2 separate regions of the Drosophila melanogaster genome follow, and region 2 is linked to region 1. Evidence: chromatin contacts called from public HiChIP or PLAC-seq data. All regions are on one chromosome and are shown on one strand. Each heading gives the region's core, a stretch centred on a gene start, on an enhancer-like site or on the middle of the called end of the contact. The rest is flanking DNA. Distances are from core to core; before and after follow the strand shown.

The links. HiChIP or PLAC-seq counts read pairs in DNA pulled down with a chosen protein or histone mark.
Region 2: a contact with region 1 is called in a Psq HiChIP or PLAC-seq map of the Kc167 cell line, with 2.7 times the contacts expected there. The contact joins the promoter of Hsc70-3 here to the promoter of bif in region 1. A contact is called at or near these places in 3 of 107 Hi-C or Micro-C datasets (the Kc167 cell line and wing imaginal disc) and 2 of 6 datasets of contacts at active chromatin or transcription factors (both in the Kc167 cell line).

What each region holds. Positions count from the first base shown.
Region 1 is chrX:11,677,593-11,680,275 of dm6, reverse strand. It overlaps bif (bifocal), which reads right to left and starts at 1,306. Exons shown (of 6, transcript NM_167295.3): 1 at 987-1,306. Vlet (Valette) reads left to right here and starts at 1,687. Exons shown (of 1, transcript NM_167294.2): 1 at 1,687-2,683. The coding sequence starts at 2,006. The coding sequence ends at 2,611.
Region 2 is chrX:11,805,753-11,808,435 of dm6, reverse strand. Hsc70-3 (Heat shock protein 70 cognate 3) reads left to right here and starts at 1,319. Exons shown (of 3, transcript NM_078577.3): 1 at 1,319-1,567.

The DNA of each region.
Region 1 (2,683 bases), core at 57-2,556:
TAATAGTTATGACTGTAAAACTCGCAGCTGTTAGCAGAAATTCTATTTCAACAAGTGTATGGTTCTATAATATATTTATAATTTAACATTTATCTTGGAAAATAAATAAGATGAATATCTTTTGAGTAGATAAAAGGTGATTTCGAATTCGTGGTGGCGATGGCATTTAGAGTTTTATTTTTCTTAATTGGATTAACTGCTGTTTTTACAGCCCGACAGCAAAACAAAACGTAAAACAAAGGTAAGAAGCGAAGAAACCCCAATATTTTTCCAGCATAAATATGCTAAACTGCCATAATGAGCGGAAAATGCGATAAAACCGAATATAGAGAGGAAAATAACGGAAAAGAAAAGCGGGGAAACTGAAACCAAACGATTCTTTTTATTGTTTGGCTAAAATTGATTGCATGGCTAGATTATTGCTGTTGGAATTGGAATTGTTTCTGTTTTTGCAGCTTTGCCTTTTGCATGCCGCGATAAAAAGTATTATTTTTAATTTCCCGTATCAGGCGTATGCATGTGTCTGTGTGTGTGTGTGTGTATGCATCACACGACTCCGCCGGAGAGAGTGTGAGTGTGTGCAAGGGTGGCTGAAAAGGGGAGAGCGATAAAAAGGGGCTGCAAAATGCAGACGAAGCATAAAATAAACAACCGACGACGCGCTATCGATTTTTACGGCATGCTGGAAGCACCAGCACACTGATACACACAGTTTGCAGAATAGGGAAATAAACTGGAAGTTATGCTATGCCAAATTGAGTTTTTTCAACAAAAATTCCTCGCAGAGAAACGCGAAACGAACTAGTGGAAGACTAAAGAGCCGGGTTTTGTTTATTTACACAGGAACAATACAATCGCACGCAGCCAAAGACACACATACGTATACCACATACACATGCATATATCCCGACGCACTGTTCCGTTAGTTTAGTTGGGGTTTTTGTTTTTCTCGGGCTTTCGCTGAAACCTTAGCTTGAAATCCTTACTTTTAAGATGCTGACTATTTTTTATAATCGGTGGTTGGTTTTGCTTCCAATTTTCCGATCCCGAGTTCCGTTTATCATCCGCTCCGCTGCGCCTGTTTACCCCGCTTTTACACTTTTCCGTTTCGCTGTAGCTCAACGAACTCGTCGCTCTCCTTGCTCCGCGCACTTGTCAAGCTTTCCCGACTGCAACTGCACTCGAACTCGGGGCGTGGGTGCACTCGCTGCGCCTTAAAAGTGCATCTTTCGCAGCCGAATCAGCGGAAAAATCTGCATTAAGTTAAGCCGCGTTTCCAATACACAAATACTGCTTATCGATTGTTGGCGCTATCGAGCGGAGCATCGATAGGCATCAGCGGAGTTGCCAGGTAGGACGATTATATTAATGAGTTGGAAAACTATTCGTACTTGATAATCTTCTACAAATTGAATCGTCGATCGTCGGTGCCGTCGACAATCTGGTATTGATATTTGCTGGTGCGGCTTTTTTTCACGAATTTTATTTTGCAGGAAACATAACAGCAAATATTATTTAAAACATTGTAATTTTATAAGGTAAATTATTCAGGCCTAAATACAGAAAAATAAATTAATTTAATAAAACATTTAAATCTAAAAAATTAATAAAGAATATGTTTAAAATCACATCGCAAAATGTAATATTTTTGTATTTTAGTCAGCACTTACCGTTATTATTGGCAGTAGTAACTGTGTGGCAGCACCGCACCGTGGCAAGTCGATAGTTTTTTGTATATTGTTGGTCTGTATAAACAAATAATATTAAAGTCATAATAAAAGAAGTGCTGGTAAAGACTTAATAACTCTATGTTCCTTAAAAATTTTTAAATATATCTCACAATGAGCATTAACTGGATAAAGATCACGGAAAGGTATGTAATATCAATGTTCTTATAGAGATTAATTTCTTGCATTTATATCTTAGAGCCCGTGAGGGCATCAAAATCATCAATGCCTTGCCCTACGAGACCTTTACGACGGTTCTGTTCTACACCCACCGGCAGATGAGTCCCAGCGTAGCATCGGCGAGTGCCACCAGTAGTACAGTGGGCACCAGTGTGACGACCACCGGCCGGGTGGACAGCAGCACCGAGGAGAACCCCACAAGTAACACCGAACCGGAGTACACACTCGAGGAACTGGAGCGATTGGTGGGCGTACCGCGTCAGGACTTCCTGCTGCTGATCAAGACCTTCTCCTACATCCTGCGTCGCATCTCCACGTTTATCATCAAGCCAAGTTTGCTGCAGCGTGAGCTGCGCGAGAAACTCCAGCTGGAGGATGAGGCCAAGATCGATGCCATATTGCGTTTGTGGGTGCGCGAAACGACGCCCATTATGAACAATTTGGCCAGCAAGCGGTACGAATCAAATGTCATCGAAGATGTGGCCTGGAAGCTCAACATGGAGATCTCCTCGCATTGCCAGCAGCGGGAGAAGACCCCGCTGGCCGTGCTCCAAATGAAAACGGCCGTCGGCGAGGATATCAACATCGAAATGACACAACCGGAACTAATGGAACTGTACAATCAGTTCGAGAGCATCCAGGGCGAACTGGACGCCATGCTGGCCATGAAGACTACAGGAGCAACGGCGCCTGGCAATCAGTAGTGGGACGCCATCGACCAATTCCAGTGCCAATTTTATTGTTGATTCACACAAAACTCTGTGCAAAAAGATGGA
Region 2 (2,683 bases), core at 70-2,569, 130 kb before region 1:
GAACTCGCTATAAATATGCTACATATATAGACTGTTTGCCTGTTCTTATCGGTAGTCGTTTAATTTATGGAAATTATCATTTCAAATGAAGATCGACGAAATGCCTGGAAATTGCCAGATAAACGTGGTATTTTCGACTTTTTCGGAAAATATATCATTTTTTATCCCCCCAAATATTAGTCATGATATTCTTGAAACATTTTTGAATCATCATTTGAGCGTATTGTTTAAATACGCTTTTAAATTTTATTTTTCATATATGTAAATATTATTAATAAAAATTCTGGGAAGTGCTAAAAAAGTCTAGAGTTGCTATATGGAATTCGAAATAGCAATATATACATACATATATAAAATACTAGACATTTTTAATAATATAAAATATAAATAACATTTATATATGAAAGAGGTAAGTTTGAAAAAAAATTTGATTCTATGTCTTTATTAAACTCCATTCGTTTACCACTCAAAACTATGGATAAGCAGTTAGTTTTTCTTTCGAATTTACATGTAAATATTGCAGTACCATTTCCGGTTGTCATAGTATTAAAAACAGCTGCATATAAGCTTAAATTTAAATTTCGAATGTAATTATATGCTTATAATAATAAGAACCCAAAAGCATATATTTATAACTTCAAGTATCGGAATGAACAATTACAAAGTCTAAAAATAGTTTTGGGAAGTTGTCAATAATTACGCCCCACTTAAAGTAACGGCAAACATCCAGATTCAGCTGGAAGCATAACGGTTAACCTGGGGCAATGTACACGTCAGTGCTCGTTGCGGCTTTACTTAAGGGGAACGCATATTTGCATCAGACAAACCAAACACCATAAAAAGAAAAAGAAGAAGGCCAAACATCGTACTCTCTCCGCTCCGAAAATGTTTGGGTAAACAAATAGTGAAAAGCTCTGGGAGAGAGCGAGAGCGAGAGTTGGCCTCCAGTGGGCGGAACAGCTACGCCTGCGACACGTCAGTGCTAGAGATGTAACACCTTAAGATAGTTATCGATTAAAATTATATTGAATAAAATGAATATATAAAAGAAGTTAAATCTTAAAAAACTATTATTAAAATGATTGTAAACCGTATAGCAGAAATAGTTGCAATCATATAATCCTGTAATATATTATTTTTATTTTTAATTATATCTTCTTAATACCTTTATTAATTAGACATTTTAGTCTAACGAAATATTTATTCGACTTATTCGATTGCCAGATGTGTATCGATGTTTCTAGAAAACTAAACTCATCGACACGTCAGTGGTAGGTGAGAGCAAAGAGCAATAAATAGCCGGAAAACAGAGAGTGAAAATCAGTTTCAAAACAAAAGTACAAGGAATAACAGCACAGCAAAAGAGAAACGCGATTTATTAAATACAAATTATTACCCCAAGAACATTGTAACGCGCTGTGACCGCAAATATAAACAAGAAATCGTTACATTCCCATTAGATCAATTAAAACCAAGCCAAAAAACAACAAAGACTAATACTTCTGTGACAAAAAGTGACAATTACCTAAATAAGTGAATTTTTTTTTAATAGTTTTAGTTAGAAAATGTAAGTATACAAAAAGAAAATTATATTGAAAGTTGATATGAGTGTATGCTGTTGGTATTAACATCTAAGAAACAGGAAAATATTTATCAAATTTACTTTGGACCAAAAGAACCAGCATAAAGTGTATATTTAAATATATCTATTTTTTTTTATAAATATGTGTTGCAAGGAATTCAGTGGCTTGAATTGCGTTATAGCATTTCTTATATTATATTATTGTTTATTTTGAAACAAAATTGAGGCAACATTATAAAAGAATCAAAACGATTGCTTGACAGACCCATTGGTAACTGTAAAATACTATTTACTACCTGATATTGATAAGGACAACGCGAAATATTGTGTGTAGAAATAATTATATATTTTTGAAAAGCGGTTATTCGTCGGCCGAACAATCGCGTGCTTTCCAACACTGATCTACCACTGACGTGTCTTTTTGGCCCCAGAGTTGCACGTGTGTGTGTGTGCCGCAGCGTATGACTGTGTGCGTACGTAGAAAGCGCCGGCAAAAACGTCAGATAAGCAGCAGCCACATATTCTACTGCTCTGTCAGTTCACTTTGAAGCGTCGAGAAAGCACATTAAATCGAAACCAATTTGAAATTATTAACCGCTCAGCGATAAGTGTAAGTGTTAGTTCAAAGAAAAGGCTTAAATACGAGCTGGACGTTAGCACAAATAGCTGGAAAGTGCACTTGCACTGCTAGAATATTCGTGTAAAGGAACGGACGGCAAAGAGGGACACCAATACACTGCAATTTTACAGTCGCCATATTGGCAAAAGTAAAAGAGGTCTGCTACAAAAAGTTTGCCCGCACGTGCCCTTAAAGAAATAGAAACGTATGAAATTAGTTTCCTTTATAGTTGAAACCAATAAAGGCCAACCAATGACGTGGTGGTCGTGACAAGTGACAAGTTCGGTGAATGAACTTTGTCTTCTTCTTCGTATTAGTTTCTTACAGCCTAAGCTTGCATTTAGGTGAAGTTCTTGTTTTCCTTTTACAGTAATTTACGGTTAATTTTGCTTACATTTACTTCTTTTTTTTAAAAGACCGCGAAGCGCCTGCGCATTTTGCCGTCTGTGTGAGTGGGAGTAGGCCTATCTGTGTGCGTTTGT